Regions from separate parts of the Podarcis muralis genome. Here region 2 is linked to region 1. The links are chromatin contacts, called in public Hi-C maps. All regions are on one chromosome and are shown on one strand. The core of a region is the stretch at or near the end of the contact, and the rest is flanking DNA. Distances in the headings are between cores, read along the strand shown.

Region 1 (6,962 bases), core at 3,307-5,806:
GAATAGTCAAACACAGAACACACGTTTATGTTGAAAATAGTTTTGTTGAGTTCACTGAGCTTTCTCCACTGTAACTGTGCAGACCCAATGAATTCAGGGGAAATTATTTTAAAATGAACATGCTTAGGACTGGGCTGTATATTTATGCTTGGGACTCTTCTTTAAATAAACAGAGATGGTATTGAACCAGAAATTGCATACATACCACATCCAACAGAAGAGACAAGTGACCAAGTTCAATTGTTCCTGCATTTTCAGGCTCTGTTGTCGAGTACGAATAGACATCACCTGATTTGTCAGCAACTATTATCTTATCTTCTGCCGCTGTTATAATCAGGGAAGTACATCTTCTAATGACAGACCTGGAATGAAGAATTGACACTAATTAGGGTCCAAAACTTCCTCTTTGGAAGATTAGACTTTATAACTAAATTATGTTTGCATATCACATTGTGATTGCTAAATTTGGGGGCAGGAAGGCATTTTTCCAGAGAATGGCCACATAATTTGCATGAAGATCTATAGAAAATGAAAGAAATTAACAATGTGTTTTGATCATGTCACAAACTTTATAGCAGACCAAACCTATATGAATTAACTCCTTACTAATAATTACTTGAAAAGGGTTATTGGTAGCCAGGGGAAATAAGGCACTGCAGCTACAGAATTTTAGAAAGCCTGCCCTTTGGTCTTTCTGGAAGTGGTAACAGAAGATCTCAAAAGAGAAGGGCATAATAATCCCAGTGAGAATCCAGCACCAATGGAGTTTAAAGGATATGCATGCAGCACAGTTCTAAATCCTAGGAATAAAATTCATTCATTCATTTATGACCACTCTTAACCTGACCTTAATCTTAATCCCAATTTAATCCTACTCTTATTCCCATCACCACACACTGAACTAGCAAAAAAAGGACTCCTTTGCTTTGTCCCTATTTTTTCCTAACTTTTAAATGAATATAATTTGACACATTCACCCACAATGTAGTCTCTTTTTAGAGCTGAAAGGAAGTATAGAAACATTTTTTTAAAATAAATAAACTTCTGACACCAAAATAAATTTCTGTTCTTCATACTGGGTTGGGAGGTGGGGGGCCCTTTTATCTGAATTACAGAATGGATAGAATGTATCAAGTCACAATACAGAGAGTTCATGATCAGGTACCTGTGAAATCTTGCACATTTTTAGTGAGGATTATCATGACTAAGAACAAAATGATTGTGAAATCATCTGAGTTTCAAAAACAACTTGCAGTGTAGTGCAACAAAGTTAATAAACTATGTTACGGGGCTGCTCTTCAGCTGTAATTTTCAGAGCGGCTTACAAAAAAGACATAAAATAAAATAATACAACCAAGCAAACAAATAGCAGGCAGCTAAAACCAGCATAAAGATAAAGCACAGAGGGCTAAAACCAGATTTTATTTAATCTCTTTAAAAAATTCCAAAATTTAATCACCAATTTAGCTTCAGCCTTTTGTGAACGGAAAAAAGAACTAGGTGCAGTGTAAAGTTTTAGACTTGGGTGAGGGAGATCTGAGTGACTTTGACCAAACAACATAGGTTGCCCGTCCCTGCACTAGAGGAAGTGAAGGACACCAATAATGGGTAACTTTTCTATCAGTAAAGTTAAATATATCTGATCAGTTACAGAAAATGATCAAGAAATGTAAAGAAGTTTGTCTTAAAACAGCTCTTATTTATATGTGGGTACAAATATTTCTCCTGAAGTGCCTTCCTTTCCATACCTTACACTCAGACATTCCCAAGACGGTTTCGTACGAAAAAGGATCAGTCGTTTGTTGTCATCAGTCAGAGCAAAGTAGGTTCCTGATGAAGAAAACGTGCAGGCAAGGATATCGTTACTTGCTTCACCCGCTGACTTTCCGTCATCTCTAAAAACAATGAGAAAGTAAAAAAATATTCAAGACCTAGAGGTTTTGCACCCAGTTACCTCAGACTGCTAAGAACAGGAATTGCTATTTAGTAGGCTTGATCAATACAACATTCGTTTATTGACTAGAGTATCTGTACTACTAAGTAAATGGATACCTTATGGAATTATGTTTTCTATTATTTCAGAGGGTATCCTTCCTTCCACAAGTGTGCAGTAAGATCAGATTTTTAAAAAAAACTTTACACACCAAATCCTTTCTTATAAACAATGGTCGAAACAGAGATATCTATAGCCCACCACCCAATGGCAGATGATGGGGTAGCAGCAAAGAGACCTTCCTTCTTATTTAAAAAAAAACATTTTACGGCTAGGAGGCAGCCAGTCAGGAATATACATGTTTGCAGATATTCACTGTACTATTTTTACTTTAAAATAGCTGAACAGTACAGTGTGGTGTAGTGGTTAAGAGTGGTAGACTCATAATCTGGTGAAACCAGGTTTGTGTCCCCGCTCCTCACATGCAATTGCTGGGTGACCTTGGGCCAGTCACACTTCTCTGAAATCTCTCAGCCTCACTCACTTCACAGAGTGTTTGTTGTGGGAGAGGAGGGGAAAGGAGATTGTTAGATGCTTTGAGACTCCTTAGGGTAGTGATAAAGCTGAATCCAAACTCCTCTTCTTCAGTACTGGTACTCATTCCCAAGTAAATGCACTGAGCACCAGGGCAGCAGAAGCAAGCACCATTTTATCTGTGTAGGTGCTATGATTTAAGCGAGTTTTAAAAATGACAAACTGCATATGCCCAGCACACTTTTTATTATTAGGGTAGTCAAATAGTTTTTTGCTTGGTATATTTCTCTAACTGATCAGGGATGTGGAAGCACTTGTAAAGTGTGGAATGGTGGTGGAAGGGAGAAATATTAAATTATGTAGTTCACAACTGAAGAAAAACACACGACCATTTAAAACCCCATCCCATACCGGACTATTGAGTCCAAGGTTTAGAATCAATTAGCTGCATCACTGCATATAAGTAGTTTGTATTCCTCAATTTGTTTTTGTATTTTATGTGACATTGGTGGTAGCAGCAACATTTATTTTCAGCTACAAACAACAACTCTAAGAGATGTAAATGCCATTCAACAGAGTTTCTGAATAAATGGGAATGCAGCGGATTTCCTACTGCAGATTAAGGAAAATTTAAACAGTCTTACCCTTGATTCTGTTGAAGTTTCTCTGTTGCTGTGGAACAGTCATAAATGAAAATATCTTCATTCCTGGAAATTATATAATTACATCAGGTCAGTATTTTCCAATAAGCATAGTATCAGTTGTGTCTCATCTTACTTACCATGCCTTTTTAAACAGTAAAATTTCAAAATTAATGAGGTTTTCTGTTTCATTTTATTGCAGAGGAACATATAGACATGGAAAATACTAGGGCAGAAAACACAGAGAAGTTTTAGAATCTTTTATGAAAAGTATCTTTTACATGGTTCTTTTTTTCAAACTTCTGCATTATTACCACAGATGTCAGTACCTCTATACAGTAAATGTAATTAAATGGTCCATTATTTATTGGCCAGAGACTGATACAGAGCTTCCTTATAGCACAGCTTTATACATTTCCACTCAGAAGTATATCCCATTGAGTTAAATGGGATTTACCCATTTCACAGTTCAATTACAGAATCCGTCTATTAAGAGGGATCAGGTAGTAACCATGGGAAGTTAGAAAACAATAGGCGTGGAGACCTATTGTCAGCACTAACAATACACTGTCTACCTAGAGTAGCTGACTCAAAATAAAGCAACTCATTATATAATATCTTGAAACCCAAGTGATCATATATTTTCAGAAGAGCAGTGGGTAATACATTCTCCAAAGCAGAAAATGTGCAGAAAATAAGAAGCAGAGAACGTGCGTACTCTGATTGCTTTTACTTCTGAAAGCATTATCTATTTTGGAACCTTTTTAGCAGGAAAAAACATGTAAATTCAATCATCCTAAACCTATAAGGATGGAGAAAGGCTGTCCACCCCCTTCATCCGACCAGCATTTCATTTGTCGGAAGAGCACTGCAGCCTATTTCCTCTAATTATATAGATCAGCGTTGTCACTCAACTTTTCTAAGCTGATCAGCATTATGCACACTGACCAGCTGCCTGGATAAACTGTGTGCACACTGCCACCGGTTATTGATCCTGACCCACTGTGAGTATAAAAGGAGGGCAGCTTTGAAGTAACTGATCAGAATTAAAGGGTCACCCGGTTACCGCTTTACACACTCCGTTAAGGAAAAACACAACCCTTCTCACACAGCGGCTGCCTTACAGCGGAATCTTAACCGTGCCTACTCAGAGTAAGTTCAATGGTAAATGCTGTTAGGGCTGCAGTCTCAGCAGATATATAGACAAGACGACGGGAGAGCGAGGCTAGAAGAGGCTGAACAGGAGCTCCTCGGCCCGGTTTCACTCACCCAGGCTCTTTGTAAAGGGCCGCCAGGACCTTGGCTCCACCGGTGACCACCATCAGGTCCCCACAGACGGCCAGCTCCGGGGAAGAACCCGCAACCCCGGCGGGGTCAGCCGCCTCCATGCCTGACAACAGAGCCGCGTGCGGGAAGCCACACAGCCGTCGCCGGCAAATGACGTCACTGCGGGACTCCTTGGCAAGGGCCCCTCCTCCCCAGTTGAGGAACGGGAATCCCCACCTCTCCCTTGCCGTCACTCAGCAGCAAGAGAGCGCTGCTCATTGGATACTGCAGGGAATGTGGGCAGAGCAAGACCCTTGACAGGGGAGGGACCTTTTCCTCCTGGGCGGAGGTTGCAGCAGGGACGAGGTTGGGTGGGACGCCGACATGGCGACGGCTCTGCTAATCTCCTGCGGCCGTACTGCCGTGCTCAAGGTAACCGAGGGTGAAGATCCGAGAGGCGCTTTCGGGCTGGCCGCTCCGTCGCCACAGTGCCGTTTATAATGTTTGTGCCCGTGGACGGACCTTGTGTGCGTCAGGATTCGACCTGGCGTTTCCGGGTTGTGCAGCTTGAGTCAGTGCATTATTCCTTGGCAGTAAGTTTTGCTGATTTCAGTGGGACTTACTCCCGAGAAGATGGCAGTAGGGCAGGCTTCCCCAGCCTCGGCCCTCCAGATGTTTTTGGCCTACAATTCCCATGACCCCTAGCTAGCAGGACCAGGGATGATGGGAATTGTAGTCCCAAAAGCATCTGGAGGGATGAGGTTGAGGAAGCCTGCAGTAGGGTTTTAGCTGTAACTTCAAAGCCTGCAGGGCAATGGGCAAACTCTTAGCTGCCTCTTTGATTTTGGCTTTTCATGCTATCATTTATTTTTATTGATATTGAACGGTGGAGGCTGTCACTCAGAGGTAACGCCCAACATTTGCATCCAAAAGATCTCAAATTCAGTCTGGCATGTGTAGGTAAAGGATCTCTGGTAGCAAAGCCAGGAAATAACTTTTCCCGAGGCCTTGGAGAGCAGGAGAACCACTGTAAGTCAGACTAGAGCATGCTTGGCAGATTACATTTTCATTAATTTGGGGAGAGATATGGAAAAATCACATAATTGCTGTTGCCGGTTGCTGTATTGTTCTACCTCACTGAGGGCTGCTTTGCTGACACCCTAGCCCTCGCTCATGGGACAAGTGCTTGCATTTTTTTTCTAGAACACGGATTGGATGAACCAGTCCTGATTGCTCCTGGGCCACATAGTGCCTACTGTGATTTTTTGCAATTAATGCAGGTCTAGAAGGATTTTCTGGACCCTGACTTGACCAATCAATATATTTCTTACTTTTTAAAGAAAGAGAGTGCACCCTACATTACCTAATGCTGTTTAACAGCCCTAACTAGTATAGATCATCTGACTATGTGCTGTTGCTTTTATAACCTTAAACCTTAAACTTCCCAAGGGGGCTTGGTGGGACCTGCACCCAAAAGAGCCTTATTTGAGTGCCTGTTATCTCCTCCTACATTCTGTCTGGGGACTCATGCCAGATGCAGACACTTTACCACCACCCACCACCACCTGTGCTTCAGCAGTAGATTCAAGGGAACCCCCAACTATGAACTCAACACTGTGACACACACACACACACCCCGCCGCATGGAGTTCCTTCCATCAGCTTAGGCTAGTGGCCTACTCGCAAACCTATCTAGTAGGGATAACTTGGCTACAGTAATCTATGCTCTGGTAACCTCAAGTCTGGATTGCTGCAATATGTTTTATGTGGGGCTGCCTTTGAAAATGTTAAGAGCTTGAGTTAGTTCAGAATGTGCCTGGCCAACTGGTGATGGATTTGAGGCAACATAAGACATGCCTGCTGGATCAAGCCAGTGGCCAGTGGCGCAGCTATGGTCCAGCATCCTGAGGGAAGCCTGCAAGTTGGACATGAACACAACAGCATTCTGCCCATCTGTGATGTTCAGCAACTTTATTCAGAGGCATAATGCCTCTGACAGTAGAGAGAGAACATAGCCATGAATTTGTCTGTAAGAACAGATAATATAACACCTAGTCTGTTCCAACTTTGCTAGCTGCCTGCATGCTTCCAAGCCCAATTCAAAGTGATGGTTTTGACATACAAAGCTCTTTCCTGCTCAGGACTCCAGTATCTTCTGGAATGCCTCTCCCTATACGAGAGACCCATAGATCTTTGTTTGAGGCTCTTCTCCCTTCTGAGGGAGGCTAATGACAAAGGAGAGGGCCTTTTCAGTTTTGGCTTTGTATCTGTGGAATTTGCTCCCCACTGAAGCCTTCATTGACATCTTTTTGGCACCAGGCAAAGGCTTAGCTTTTGTCCCAGGCTTTTGACAGACTAAGACTATATTGCTTGTTATTAGTATGCTGCCAAAGCGTCCTGTGGCTATTATGGGGTTGTTGGTTGCTCTGTTTTATGGTATAATATATTTGTGATTTTAGCAGAATTGTAAGTCACTTGGAGTCCTTCGAGTAACAAGCAGTCAACAAACCAAATAATAGAAGTAGTAGTGCAAGTACTGACATGGTTAGCTTGTGTTCATATTCCTCTTTAACAGGTGCTATAAACTA
Region 2 (6,962 bases), core at 1,917-4,416, 170 kb after region 1:
TATACTGTTACACAGCCCCCACTCATTTTATAGGGACTGCTCTGAATTCCACACGTGCCATACTTGGAAATATAAAGTAGTAGAGAAGACATCTGCAAATGCCATCATCTCTTAATGTAAGGATATGTGCATTTTTGCTATTTCACAGAATCGCTTTGTCAGGGCATTTTGGTTAAATTTGAAAACATGCACACTTACACCAGGGGCAATCAACATGGTGTCCTCCAAGTTGTTAGACTTCAACTCCCATTACTCCTGCCATGGAAGTATTGGCCAGTGCTCAGGGACTATGACAGTTGCACTACAACACATGGAGTACACCATTTTGGCTATCCCTGGTTTACAAGAGAGAATTTGGCCCATTTTTTAAATAAAAAAACCAGCTATATAGTTGCTAAATATTACCCAGGAGGTTACCACTGGCTGACATCTAATATTGGGGGAAAATTCAGCAACCATTAAAGTTTTAAAAAAATATTTCAAAGGGCTAGTAAAAGAAATGAATAGCAACTCAAGGACAAATCAACAAATATATACATGATACTTTTATAGTTTCTCAGATTTAACAATCACAGATTGGAGCTCTGAAAGTCATGGCTGTATTGGATGTAAGACTTCTACCAAAAAAATTTACACCAACCTGGCTAAATGTTGGTTTATTGTGCAACCGAGAACACCGGTCTCCATGACGGCATGCTCCGATTTTGAAGTAAAAAGAACAGTTGACTCTGAAACCAAAAGACACAAAAATTGTATCAACTGAAACAATTTCTATACAAACTAGTTATGGAGTTATAGCTAAGCTTATTAATCAAAAGAATACACTCTGGCCAGGCAAAAGCACTTGAATTGTGAAGCAGGGCCAGCCAAGGCATGGCCAGCGGAGTCCTGAGGTCTAGAAGAGGTGTTCTCCGTTCCTGTGCTAGTTCATATATTTTAGCAATGATTCCACTACAATTGATATTGGCTGTTTTAAAGTACAGTACCGCCTTCTCTAAAACTGAGAATGGTGAAAGCTGTAAGTTGGGGTCTGAGGGAAGATGTGCATCCTTGTCAATTCTTCACTGTCTTCACTCAGTAGCTCTCCAGGGTTTCTGACAGGAGTCTTTTCCCAGCCCAATCTGGACATGCTAGGCTAGGGATTGAATCTGGGACCGTCTATAAAACAAGCAGATACTCTGCCTCAACCTATGGCACTTTCTCCTCTCCATTTGTCCACTACTAGGGCATGGTGGATACTAGATGGGGTGGGAACATTCATATCATAGGTGTGAAATGCAGATATCAGCTGCTTTATTTCCACACCATAGAAAAGTTGAAAAAAGCAGTTTTGGCAGGCATGTGACAACACTTGTATACATATGATAATGAGTCTTCTGCACCGTTGTCTGCAAGTTGGAGACATTCAGTTGCTCAGTGCTGCACTAACTTGGGTAGCATAGTAGTAAGCTGCCCCCAGAAATGGCTTTCAATGAGAGTAAAATAGAACATGCTGCATGGTCTGGTTTTTACTGTTTCTGCCCAGTTAGGAAATTCAAGTTTACTGCTTCCTCCCAGTATCAGTGCATGGACATGAAGTTTAGTAGTGAGCAAAGGAGTTTCTTCAGCTTAGATAGATTGAGACCTGCTTCCCTCCTCTCCCTGTGAACAGAAAAGTGGAGTGGAAGGCAGATGTCCCCAGCTCAAAGGGCCACAACCCTCCTCCTCTAAAATATTATGTACAGTTTTCTACCTCATGTACCTTTTATATATATATATATATATATATATATATATATATATATATATATATATATATATATATATATACACACAGATAGATTGATTGATTTGAGTGTGATCATGAAAGCCAGCTTGAACACTTCTATTGAGGCTGTAGTTGCACTAACAGAACAAACTCTGCGCCCCTTCAAAACTCCTTAGGCGTGATGAGAAAGCGTTACGTCCAGGAGACACACAAGGGGATTTCCCCCACGAGATCTTCAGCGGCGACCCTGCTGCCAGGCCGACCATTTTAGCAGCGCCGGCCCTTCCCCCTTCCCCTCATGAGGAAAACCAAGAGGAGAGCAGAGGAGGAAAAAAACGAATCTGGGGGATTCCTCGCAGTCGTGAGCCCGCCATCAGCTCTTTACCGGAAGGGCGCGCGCGCCCCCTGGGCTGTTGGCGGGCAGGCAGGCGCGCGAGCGAGCGCGCTCCCTCCCTCGGCTCGTGAGGGAAGGAAGTAGCGCGCCCGCTAAGGTCCAATAGGGAGCGCCTCTCCGGCTTGCACGAGGCAGACACTTTGCAGCAGCAGCAGCAGCAACGGAACAAGGGCTGAAGGAGGTTTCGCGCGCTCGAGGCTTCTACGGCCAAGAACCGCGCACGCGCACGAGAGAGCGAGGAGAAAAAGGGCTCCTCGTGGGGAACCATTGTTAGGAATGGCCCCCGCCAGGGCGCTGACACAGGCCCCACCACCCACCCCGCAAGCGACGGGCGTTCACGTCGGCCCGGACCCCGCCCTTGGAGAGAGAGGGGAGGAAGAACCCACTCACTTGTCTTTCTCGGTACCGAAGATGGAGGCCAGATACTCCGCCATCTCCCACAAGCTGCCCTGCCCGGCCGCCCGCCGGACACCTCGGCACCCCGCTTAAGACGTCACAACCCCGCGCCGGAAACGGCCTCGCCGCCCGCCACCCGCTGCAACGATCAAGCGCCGGCGACCAATCAGCGCGAAAGGCAGGGGCTGCGGGGAAAGGCTTCGCGCACGCGCCTGGTGCAGCTGTCTCCGCCATGCGCCCGCGCGGGGTGACTTGGCTTCTCCCCCTCCCCCCCGGTTCTTCTTCCATCGCCATTCGGGATACGCCCACCCCGGAGATTTCTCCATAGGGGCAGTTGCTCCTAGCTGGCGTGTCTCGGTTTGTCACTCACTCCTCCATACTTGGTTCCATTATTAAATAAAAGTTTATTTGGGAAGGAATCAGATCAGACTCCGGTCCTTGCTGCTGCAACTGTACCCCGTTCCAAGAAAATGTCTGTATTTGCCTTTAAAACCGGGCAGGGAAAAGCCCTATTATGTGTTGTGTGAAGGTGCCGATAGAAATACTTTAAAATTTCGTTAGCCTGAACTGCATTTGAGATCCGCAGTGCGGGGGGGGGGGGGACGGGGGACGGACGGACGGTTTTTGGTGGACACAGGCTGGTGAATAAGCTAATAGCATGCGGTTCTGCATGAGGGAGGGGGTGATCTACCAGAAACGGAGGGTAATCTGCCCTTAGATGTCATCTTTCCAGCAGCTCTGTAAGGTAAATCATTTTAGCTATCCTTACATGATATGTGGGAAGATGGTCCCGGAGAATTAAAAAAAAGTTGCCTTTTTAATGTAAGATTTTTGGCTCATATCTGGTTTCACTCCTACTGATCTCTCTACAAATGGTAGGTGATGGCAGCAGGATGGATTTTATACAGACAGTGAACAAAAAATGAAATCTATCTTTACTTTTAACCATTGTGCCAGAGAGTGGGGTTCGGTAAAACAATTGAAAGCCGATTTGCACGACACTTATCCTGCCAATCTGCCAAGAGGGTTCAGTAAGCTAATACCAAAAGCTGCTTCTGTTTGACAAAGGGTCCCTGTAACCTTCTGTTGACCCCCCTCCCCCAAGAATGACTTCCAAGGACATTCTTGACTGTCATCCTTTGCCACATGCCAGAAGCATGTCCTCGGTCTGCTAATGATAGTCTTAAGCAGGTGAGAGCAGACACTTCTCTTTCCTAGTACAGACCCTGCATCTTCCCAAATTCATTATCCTGGGTGAGGAGGGACCACTCTTGTTATTGTGAGATCACAAATCTCACCTAACCGGGGCAAGTCTGATTAACACTTTGGGGGCTTGATCATCCATGGAAACATCAGTTGGGCAGGATAAAATGTACGGGCAGCCTCTTTTATCAGCTCAAAACTTTTTTCAGCAGTTTTGCAACCAGATTTTTTAAACAAAACCCACACCAACAAGGTGGCTTTGTGACTGATACAGGACCATGCTGGCTGCTGCTGGATTTCCTCCAGAAACTGCAAATCTGGATTAAATGGGGTGGGGAATTTTGATGGGAATTTTAAATGGGCTGGCATTTTGATGATGCGAGGACACTGCCAAAAAACTTGAATGCATGAGAAACATCTATCTGACAATAAACACCCACAGTCTGGCAGGGTGGAAGAACAGAATCTTGGGTGCACATCTACAGGGAGGAAAATGGGAGCAGGAGAGTTAATCAGCCCACCCACATACCTTGCATTCACATTATCTGGGAACATGCTTTTTGTCAAGCTACAGTGTTCTTTCCTCATTGGCATAAGTATGACTCTCATGCTGAATGTATTGTGAAAAAGTATTGTAGTATGACAGGGGACGCGCGATCACAATAAATTGCCCATTGAGAAGGGAGGAACCCACAAAACTCCTGAACCAAGAAGTAATTCATTAAATTACACCATAAAATCATGTGCATGCTGATCAGAAGTAACCCATTCTATAGTGGTACCTCGGGTTAAGAACTTAACTCGTTCTGGAGGTCCGTTCTTAACCTGAAACTGTTCTTAACCTGAGGTACCACTTTAGCTAATGGGGCCTCCCGCTGCCGCCACACGATTTCTGTTCTCATCCTGAAGCAAAGTTCTTAACTTGAGGTACTATTTCTGGGTTAGCGGAGTCTAACCTGAAGCGTATGTAACCTGAAGCATCTGTAACCCAAGATACCACTGTATCAGTTGGGCTTCCTCCTGTGTAAGTGTATGTGGAATTTTAGTCTTAAGCAAGAATTTAAGTTGAGGGGTGGGTGGAGATAAAAAGGTGCACCATAACTGCTGAGAAGTAAAATTTAACTCAGTGTTACATTTATATGACTGTTACTCCCTCCAGTGGTAAAAAGAAGCAACTTCTCCCAGAGAAGTATGTGCAGGCAGGAAATGGTTTCTGAATCAGAGTTTTAGATGGGCTGTACCCATCTCAGGTATCTCAGGTTACATACGCTTCAGGTTACAGACTCTGCTAACCCAGAAATAGTGCTTCAGGTTAAGAACTTTGCTTCAGGATGAGAACAGAAATCGTGTGGCGGCAGCAGGAGGCCCCATTAGCTAAAGTGGTGCTTCAGGTTAAGAACAGTTTCAGGTTAAGAACAGACCTCCGGAACGAATTAAGTACTTAACCCAAGGTACCACTGTAATGAATGCAGCAGCCTTTATCAACCTGGCACTAGGCTGGAACAAAAGCAAAAGCACTCTCTCCACTTGTGATTCCCACCCAGTAGCATTCAGAGGCATACTGTGCCTGGGCTCATCCAGACTTCCTTTTGTGCCACATTTCTCACACATGTCTGTACTTTAAAGCTCTTATGTCCAAGTGCCTCCCCCCCCCCCCGTGCTTACCCCACAAAAACCTGCTCTTTACCACTGGAAGCAATTCTGCAAAAAACAAAACAAAACAAAACCAACCCCAGATTGCCAGTTGTTCTGATTTACCGTGAAAGAGCGGGTTTTCCTGGGGAAATAAGTGCTCAGACATGGACTGGGAAAGCGTGGTTCTGTGCCTAGAATGCATAGGGCAAAAGCTAAGTGTGGATGAGCCCTCAGACTGTGGAGGTGGAAGACATATCCTGAGCACCAAACCTTGCTGCCTGTCCATGGTATGCCATGCTTTGAGCTGCTTCCTCCACTACTGCACCCCAATTTCCTGATGGTTTCTTCATACAGACCATAGTTATCTTGTGGAATTCACTGTCTTAAAATGCAGTAATGACAACTGCATTGGATGGCCTTTAAAAAAATGGTTTAGACAAATGCTTGATGATACATCTGTCAACAGCTAATAGTCATTGCATCTCAGTGGAACCTCAGCATACCACTGAGCACCAGATGTTAGGATAAATTAGAGGAAGGCCATCCGCTTCACTCTGGCTTGTGAATTTCCAGAGGCACCTGGTTGGTGGGATGCTGTTGGCCGCAGAATGCTGGACTTCATGGAGCAGGTCCACTTAAAGTTTCCTCAGCCCCACATAGCCAGAAAACAGTTTTGCTCTTTACACATTAATTTCCATTCCAGAAGCTATGCAATTTCCCTCCCAAATTTCCCAATCATTTGTTTCCCTCCCACTTTCCCATCGAGGAAAGGAATTTGGGGTAGTGAAAATTAATTTTGGGGAAGGTGGGAATCTGGATCGAGAAGGGCCATAGCTTAGAAGAACCCAAACCCTGGCCTATTTTTAGTGTTCTTCAGAGTAACTAGTCTGAGGAGAAGAACTGGAGACAGCCATCTTCAGGTTGGTTCCTCAAGTTCATAGAATGACAGCACTAACTTCCTTTCAGAATAGAGTTACCAGATCCATTCCCTGTTATAGACTCAGAGATGCCGCCCACAATAGGTAGGTAAAATTACGGGGCATGTCGGGAACTCTCGTAGCGGCATCCTAGTCATATTGTACTGGACAAAAGGTGAAGAGGAACCTGTGGGGCAAGGATGTGAATGGTGTGAAATGGGACATTCTCAAGAAACCATCTCTTATAATAAAATGAATATCCATTGACCTTACGGAGTTGACTATCCTCATTCTCTTCACTTAGATGGAATTGGAATTTATCACTGGATGGGGCTAGGGTGAAGAAAGCTCTTAGAGACAATAATTTTATTCTCGGTTCTCAGGGTCTTCTTTCCTTTGGTAGTTCAGTACAGATCAGGCCACCCAATCCAGCCCTAATCCTGGGAATATATACCCCCTGCTGTGTAGTACAATGTGGATCACCCTCCACATGTGACTAGGCATGGTGAGGGAACATGAGTGAGTGAGGGCTATTGTGCCCGTGTCCCGTTTGTAGGCTTTTCATAGGTTGACCACTATGGGACAAGATGGGCTGGTCTGATCCAGCAGGGCACTTTTCTGGATTATAATGTGTGCGAATGAGCATCCAGATATAGGTAGGATCAGATTC

What was found. Hi-C and Micro-C count contacts between places; a contact is called where the count stands out from the background.
Region 2: a contact with region 1 is called in a Hi-C map of blood, with 2.7 times the contacts expected there. The contact joins the promoter of CRYAA here to the promoter of WDR4 in region 1. A contact is called at or near these places in 2 of 3 Hi-C or Micro-C datasets (blood and tail).

Annotation. Positions count from the first base shown.
Region 1 is chr4:57,024,207-57,031,168 of rPodMur119.hap1.1, forward strand. WDR4 (WDR4 tRNA N7-guanosine methyltransferase non-catalytic subunit) reads right to left here and starts at 4,557. Exons shown (of 11, transcript XM_028727272.2): 1 at 4,378-4,557; 2 at 3,112-3,174; 3 at 1,749-1,895; 4 at 206-362. The coding sequence starts at 4,496. It overlaps NDUFV3 (NADH:ubiquinone oxidoreductase subunit V3), which reads left to right and starts at 4,654. Exons shown (of 4, transcript XM_028727273.2): 1 at 4,654-4,806. The coding sequence starts at 4,759.
Region 2 is chr4:57,190,937-57,197,898 of rPodMur119.hap1.1, forward strand. It overlaps CRYAA (crystallin alpha A), which reads left to right and starts at 3,167. Exons shown (of 4, transcript XM_028727298.2): 1 at 3,167-3,282. It overlaps U2AF1 (U2 small nuclear RNA auxiliary factor 1), which reads right to left and starts at 2,688. Exons shown (of 9, transcript XM_028727295.2): 1 at 2,532-2,688; 2 at 641-728. The coding sequence starts at 687.